Linked DNA regions of Mus musculus: region 2 is linked to region 1. Evidence: chromatin contacts called from public HiChIP or PLAC-seq data. All regions are on one chromosome and are shown on one strand. Each heading gives the region's core, a stretch centred on a gene start, on an enhancer-like site or on the middle of the called end of the contact. The rest is flanking DNA. Distances are from core to core; before and after follow the strand shown.

Region 1 (3,930 bases), core at 1,025-3,524:
TGCATCAAAAGATGGCCTAGTCGGCCATCACTGGAAAGAGAGGCCCATTGGACACGCAAACTTTATATGCCCCAGTACAGGGGAACGCCAGGGCCATAAAAGGGGAGTGGGTGGGTAGGGGAGAGGGGGTGGGTGGCTATGGGGGACTTTTGGTATAGCATTGCAGATGTAAATGAGCGAAATACCTAATAAAAAATGGAAAAAAAAAAAAAAAAAAAAAAAAAAAAAAAAAAAGAATTAACTTCTAACATCTGACCTACCTTTTGCAAACTCTGAGAGGAATAATTATTCTAGGTTCCAGAGCAAAATGGGTTCTTTTCAGTCAAGAGTCTAGAAATATTAATATCTTCCTGCAGCTGAAACCATACCCAGTGCTTGGAGAGTGGTAAAAATAATCATGTCAACAGCTGACCTGTGCTGAGGCGAGCTATGCTCTGGGCTTTGTTCCAGCTGTTTCTCGTCTTAGCACATGTAACCATCAAAACTTGACCCTGAGAGGTGCTCCGTGCAGACTGTCCTGCACTTCCCTCTGCATCTCCTCTCTCCGTCTCCCTGATCTGTGCTCTGGGTGCTCACTTCTTCGGACCTTACCTTCAGGCTCCCAAAGGAGAAAGCTAAGGGTTTCTTAGGATCTCACAGTAGGATGAGAAGAGAGGCTTGGTAGTACTGTTCTTCCAGTTTAATTTCTTAGGATTCTAGGCTGTATGTCATTTCACAGCTCTATGCTTTAACCCAGTTGGACAGCCACTGGATTCTCTTTAGCTTCCGGGCCTTGCTTCCCCTCCTCATGCTGAAGATATGGGGGTTCCTTGCTATCCCCAGCGTGTTCACCAACTTTCCTGGAGTGCCTGTAGCTCTCTGTGCACTCAGCCCATTGATGGCCTCTTAAACTCCTCCTCTTACTTGAGTGTGCCATTTATCTGGATCCTAAATAATTTAGTACAATCATTTCCATTTTATGGATTGAAATATACTGAAATCCTGATAGGCTCTGCGACTTGTACAGGATCACACGTTAATAAATGGCAGAGCCAGGATATAACTAAGATCTTACTCTAGCACAGGTCTTAGCTATCATGGAGTACAGCACTTCCTTGTGTTGTTTTATGCAGGATGTCTGCAGTGCACCTAGGCTTCCAGCCCAGGTCGGCAACCTGACTTTACTGCTGGTGGCTGGATGATGCTGGTTTTCCAGAGCAGCATGGTTCTTTGGGCTTTGGTTTCATCATCTATAAACTGAAGGAAAAAAAGCCCTGTTCTACTTACTGCTCAGGATTCTTTTAAAAATAAAACTGAGGCAATAAAACTGACATGAATGCTATGTAAATACAAGTTATTTAGGGTGACTATACTGTTTCTAATGGTATTAATATGCACATATCTCTCTCTTTATACACACACACACACACACACACACATATATCCACATAAATATACACATTTTTTCTTACATTGGCCCATGTATGCTCTACTGAGATAGAAATATATATATATATATATATATATATATGAATATAAAATTGTGTGTTTGTGTGTGTGTATGTGTGTGTGATATAACCATCATTCAGTCTATAGGTCAAAATGCCATTGTTCTAAGATAAAATCCTTTGCCCAGGTATCTACTATTGTTTTCCCTGTCAGCTTTGCTCTAAGTAACAAGACTCCCACATTTATATTCAATTATATAACAACTTTTCTGTCTTTAACTTCATTCCCCATTGACAATTTTCTATGTAAGAAGAAATGTCCACATCTTTAGAGGCTAAAGGAACACACACATGAATTATATTGTGTAAAATGGGTTTTTAATCCCACCTGAATGAACAGGAACTTTTTTCTTACATTGGCCCATGTATGCTACTGAGATCAACATGCGCTAAGAGGAAAACCAAAATGAAAGTTTCTATTGGTTGGTGAAAAGCAAGATCTTCGTCTTTCCCGTCCGGTTGGAGGCTAGTGAGTATTTGATAATATTCTGGACTTCAGTTCTCAGAATGACCCACAGTGCTTGATCTACAAAGCCTTAAAGAATTCCAGGGCCTTAAAGAATTCCAGAGCCTTAAAGAATTCCAGGGCCTTAAAGAATTCCAGGGCCTCCAGAGAGCAGTACATTCTCATGTGAGGGTGATAGCAGTGGGCTCTCAGGAAGTTGCAGGAATTTGCAGAGCATCACTTTGCCAAGAACAAGCAACATGGAGCCTGGTAGTGTCCTGTCTGCAGCCCACATGTTCACAGACCCGACAGAGACTCCTCTCCCACACACAAGGCTGGCTACCACAGCCCTCGGAGGGAAAAGCAGACACTCCCATGCACCCTAGATGCATTCCTCACCTTCGTCTGCCCATAGGTCTGACTCATTGTCCGATATTGGCAATATTATTTATTTATGTAGTGACTCAGTTTTCCTATTGACAAAGTATGTATCAGCTTCCTGCCTGGTGCTCACATGATTCTAGATTGTTGGTGAATCTATCTCCAAATGTAGCCACAGAGCAGTGAAGGAAAATTAATTCTTTGTACCTTTACCTAGAATCAAGGATGTATGCGTCACATGTACTTACTTTAAATCAGACAACAGATGTTAGATGTCTTTGACATTTAAGATTCTGGCTCAGGGCATACATCCCTCTCATCTTTGTTTCTCCTGCATGTGTGACCTCATAAGTGGGTGGGTATGGAGGCAATGAAATACATGGCTATCAGGCTGGAATCTAGATTCAGGCAGGATGGTATGGGGTGTTTTACCTTCCTGAGCCTCAGTTTATGTATCTATATATACATACACACGTATATATATACATACACACATATATATATACATACACACACATATATATACATATATATATATATGTACACTTTTGCATTTTTTATGTATGACTTACCATAGTCTATAAATTGACTAACATCTTTCTTTTTATACTCCCACTTTCAGCTCTTCTCCCAAGTGCCCATTATGTGGCAGGTTCTCAGAAATTATTGATCAAGAGAAAGAAGATGGATTCTTGCCCTCCAGGAGGTCACTTCCGAGGCAGTACATAAGACAGCTGCATACCAGGTAGCTGGTACTGACTGGCTGATGAATGACACACAGCGCTGAGAGACGGAATGCTTCTGATCAGATCGAAAGGCAGGCTGCATTGGAAAGTGGTGCTTCCAGCTGAAATCATGGTGCCCTCCCTTATCAGAACACGGCTCAATCAATTACAAATATCACTCCAGCTCCGGTCACTCAAACAGGGACATCATCTCCTCTTTCTTTTCTGGGTTAGAACTTTTACCTTATCATGGTGATAACTGACTACATTAAATTCCTTCTGATGCTCCAACCAATTAACAGGAATTTAGTGGCTCTACAAGAACTTTAGATTGCCTCACATTGCTGTAGAAGCCAGCATTTCTCAATCAGTTTTAGCTGGCTAAAGTCAGAGACATGGTCAGGGGAGCAGGGCTGGTCACCAACGCAGCTTTGGCAGAGAATCACTTCCTGGTCTTTTTGTCGCCACTGCATTCTGCCACACTCAGCCGTCAGCTCTCTCTTCAGACCCAGCGGTGAACACCCTTCCATCTGTCTGTCATCAGAATTTCCCTCTACTTCACTCTCAAGAGGGAGTTTTTGTGGTTGCACTAAGTTGTGCCTGGATAATCCAGGATAATCTCCTCAGTTCAGGATCTCCAAATAAACTCCAGCTACAAATTTCACGAGCCACGCATTCACAGTGTTAGGGCCTGGCGGGCATTATACCTTCATGGAGCAGCCAGTAAAAAGAGGAAGGAGGTCATATCTTACAAACCTTTTTTTCATTGAACTTAATTTCTGTGTATGTATTTGAGCTACTGTGTGTTACTAGTACTGTGGAATGTGAGGCCTCTAGTGTTTTTTTTTAAGAAGCAGAGAAGTAGATCAAAATGATCCAGGATGAAGTACAA
Region 2 (3,930 bases), core at 688-3,187, 740 kb before region 1:
ACTAGAATTGCATAACTTAGCACTGACTTCCCCATTGCTAAACTGAATGGACGTTTTCCAGTACTCATTTGCTTGACATCACTCATCACTGGCATTTTTCACTCACGACTACTTCCTCAACCTGGAGAAGGCTTTCGTGTGAAATGTGTGAGGCTGTTTTCCTGCCCTGATCTTTATTCTACTTCGTCTCCTCCTCAAAATGTCTCATTTGATCATTGAAGCAGAGATCTGTGAAGGTTCAGTTCTCCTGATTCTGTGAGTCACTCCCCCCACGCCCCACCCCTGTCTCTGCACTTTATGGCCATCTGAGCCCTGCCCCTATTTCGGAGATCACCTTTTGTTGAATATTCCCCATTGGACAACTCTAAGACTCTTATACTTGGTGTCTGTGATCCTAACCCTTCTTGGAGACATGCATCTGGATATTCTACGGGCACAATCAAAACATGATCAGAGCTTGCTGTCTTCCTCTCAGATCAATTTAAACGTTTGTTTTGGTTTGGTTGTTTGTGACAGCTTCTCTGTGTATCAGAGCCTTGACTGTCCTGGACTTGCTTTGTAAACCAGGCTGGCCTTGAACTCACAGACATCCACCTGCCTCTGCCTCCTGAGTGCTGGGATTAAAGGCATGCACCATCAAGCCTGGCCTTAAATGTTTGTTTGTTTGTTTGTTTGTTTGTTTTAAATCTAATGATCACAGTAAATGGTATTGCTGAATATGAAGTTGCATAAGGTAGGAAAAAGGAATCCTTTTTTTCATTACCATTTTCCCTCTTTTTCTTTGCCCTCTGTACTGTGTGTGTAAGGTATCTGCCCCGAGTGTGGGGGGCATGAACCACAGGGATGCCAAACATCAGGCCTCTTAATTCAAGTCGGAATCTTGCTATCACTCTACCCCTCAAAGCTTCTCACTCCATTTTCATTTACACGAGGAGGTCCATGGTCTTTATCTTCAACCATCTATGATTCCATGTGCTCCATTGTGACACTTTACACAAGCATCCATTTCCTGCGATTCCTCCATCTTCAGCCTGGCCCACCCAGGGAAGCCAGAGCGAGAAATAGCTGGAGCCACCATGCTGAGCGCAGTCCATGCTGCTGAGAGGTGCCCAGGTGTGAGTAACAATTCATTGTTACTGGGAGAGGGGGGAAGGGAAGCCGGTGTTTCCTCCTTTGCCTAGGAGATCCTGCAAGGCTCTTTCCCTAACCGCCCTCACACTGAAGCACCAATCTCTCTGCTGTGTTTGTCTCCCTCTCAGATGGTTGCTCAGACATTTGATTGCCTTTCACCAGCAGGCGCTCGGCTAAGCAATGGGTACCTCATCTCCTGGGAATGCCAGGACTCTAGGGGCTGGGCTCCATTTTAATCTCCTTTTCACGAACAGGAAATTAGATTTCACCAAAGACATTCAGCTGGCGTTGTTTGATTAATCATCAGGTCAAACCTTTCTACTCTGTGCCCAAGTTCAGAGTCGCTGTGGTTACAGACACTGATGTACGGATACTTCTCTTTTGCAGACCCATGTGCCTTCAGTACATGGGTTTTTAGAGACCTGATAAGTGACCGGGAGACAGTCACAGACATACCAGTAAGATCTGGATCTGATACTAGCTTGCAGAATACAAAACCATAGCTTTAAATCTTAGCTTCCTAAGATGTAAAAGAGAGGCAGTTATTCTGTTACCCTCTAAAGAACCTGTGCCTTTAACACTGGCTGACCTCCAGCTGTGCAATGTCCTTAGCATGCTGTTAAGAAACCTGAAGGACAGTAGGACCCAGTAAGCTCTGTTCTCAGTGGGCCCCTAGCTGCCTTGCCCTTGAGGCCCTGGAGACCTCCTCCACTGTCCTGAATGCCACCCTCGCCTCACGCATGCGCTAGTCGCCCACGGCCTTCCATCTGGCCTCAGCATGGCCTGAGAAAGTCATTGCTCCCAGCAGGGATAGGGTTCATGCTGCCAAGAACCCTCAGGCTCTTGAGGGAGGCGCCCTGCAAGGCCAGAGCCTCTGTCTGGCCTCTGGGAAAGCTGCTCCCGGGCTAGAGAGCATGTTCCCCTCCCCCGCGCAGCTGTGTGCTGGGCCACTGGACGTGCAGGGCAGCACAGGAGAGGCCAGTGCTCCCTTCCCATCACCGAGGCAAACGTTCTCCAGGCCTCGAGGCACAGCCTGGGTGGGAAGGGAACGGGAGCCCGGACCCTGCTGTCTCAGAAAGCTAGAAAGAAGTTTCCTCTCAAAACTGATACTGCTGATTAAAATAAATACTTTTAAGGTCACCAACGACATTTATCCAGGCTGGGGGTCGCTATGTAGTTCTGATAACCTGACGCTATGCCCCTGAAAGTTGCCTGTAGGGTGGCAGACCCTTCTTTACTGCTTGGGGTAAATGTGAAAATCTGGGAACCTTTAAAAAATTTAATTTAATTGTATTTTTATTTGCTTTTATTTTTTATTTTTATCTACCTATTTATTTATTTCGCAGTGTCTGAAACAGGCCAGGTGACAAGAGAGGAGAGAGAGTGCAGAATGGAAGCATTTTATTTGTTGAACTGGGAAAGGGAAAAGACGCTAACTGAAAACTTTCCTAGTGACAACAAATGAGGTATCCACGTTCTGAATTTGTGCATCTTGGTAACATGGGCTCTTTCTTCCTGTATGAAGCCCAAATTGTAGGTCAGTTCTGCTTCTGGGAACAAGTCCCGGGTGACACAGGCTGAAGTGCAGCCTGAGCCTGAGCAGAGGTACTCTTGATTGTTAAGGGTGTTCTGTTGCGATTTCAATTACTCCATCTTTATACAGAGCTTTTTACCCCCATGGTAAGTATGAAAAAGGATGAGGTCCCAGGAATGTTGCTGCTCTGGGCAGAATGGACCCCAGCCTGTGTTTTCTGTCAACAGATAAGGAGCAGAGCTTCCTACACCTTAGAGGAGAGGCACTCTAGAGAGATTGTGAGCAGCACGGGAAATCTTTGCAGACATCAATTCATTTCTCATCACCCAGCTTACCTTGATTTGTTTCAACTAATTTCATTTTCCTCCTAAATCCTAAAATATCTGGAAAAAGAGACATTGAGAATAATCTTAAAAGTTAAATGAGGTACAAGAGATTCGTCTTCTGAAGACTTGCTTATGTGAGCATTTAACGGTTTTTCGTCTAAGGATTATGGGGGTGTATACATACAAATGTCACAAACGCCAAAAACTTCGCCAGAAAGGAAGGTTACCCTGGAAAATCTTCACTTAATATGTCGTTTCTAAGATTTCCTAGATCAGAGTAAGGACTAGGGTGGGGATATGTAGGGTGCGTGAGAGGGAGAGGCAAGATTTGGAAGCTTCCAATATGCCTCATCCATGACTAACTGTTCCATCAATGAGAGGAAAGTAATCCTTGACTTCTGCCAAGGTAACAGGAACTGGGCTGCCGTGGCAAGGAATTCCCACCCCAGGAACCAGAGAGTCACAGCGTCCAGCTCAGCTCTTAGACATCTGCTCTGCCTGTTTAGGAGGCAAGTGAAAAGATGGTTTCCTGAAGGTGACGGCAGAATCCAGAGGCTCTTCCTCAGCACAGATCTCAGCCTCTGTATTATCTGTATGTCGCTATTCCTAGTCATGTGAGAGAAATCCCCAAACTACCATTATTATGTTTGGTTTGTTTTTCAAATGCAGGACTTCCTGTTCAAATGGGTGCAAACCAAAGCACACTTTTGGAGTACTGTAATGAAGAAGGAGCAGGGCTATCCACAGGCACCCAGGGGCCAACTCCACAAATGCTCCTAATTCTACCTGGGACACACTGCACATCTCAAATGTGAGTTCGTGATTCCTATTCCTAATCCTTTCTACTGGTCTGCCCCTTTGCATCCATAGAAACTCAATGCAGATCGAGAAACCAGGAAACCTGGCTTGTGGAGGGATTAGGTCTCATAGGAGACTACG

The links. HiChIP or PLAC-seq counts read pairs in DNA pulled down with a chosen protein or histone mark.
Region 2: a contact with region 1 is called in a FOXA1 HiChIP or PLAC-seq map of pancreatic cancer cells. The contact joins two enhancer-like sites. A contact is called at or near these places in 1 of 15 datasets of contacts at CTCF or cohesin (the NIH/3T3 cell line), 1 of 484 Hi-C or Micro-C datasets (the HL-1 cell line) and 2 of 115 datasets of contacts at active chromatin or transcription factors (astrocytes and pancreatic cancer cells).

The regions. Positions count from the first base shown.
Region 1 is chr3:65,133,620-65,137,549 of GRCm38.p6, reverse strand. All of the region lies in intron 1 of Kcnab1 (potassium voltage-gated channel, shaker-related subfamily, beta member 1), which reads right to left. It overlaps A330015K06Rik (RIKEN cDNA A330015K06 gene), which reads left to right. Exons shown (of 5, transcript NR_126080.1): 4 at 1,742-1,956; 5 at 2,936-3,930. Among named protein-coding and RNA genes, the nearest start is that of Kcnab1, 27 kb to the right of the region's middle. Within about 2 kb of position 2,274, at least 36 of the 459 cell types and tissues checked have an H3K27ac peak or open chromatin away from gene starts, as enhancers often do. A contact at or near this core is called in the HL-1 cell line, the NIH/3T3 cell line and pancreatic cancer cells, where this site is marked.
Region 2 is chr3:65,869,403-65,873,332 of GRCm38.p6, reverse strand. No RefSeq gene overlaps it. Among named protein-coding and RNA genes, the nearest start is that of Gm35039, 57 kb to the left of the region's middle. Within about 2 kb of position 1,937, at least 169 of the 459 cell types and tissues checked have an H3K27ac peak or open chromatin away from gene starts, as enhancers often do. A contact at or near this core is called in the HL-1 cell line, the NIH/3T3 cell line and pancreatic cancer cells, where this site is marked.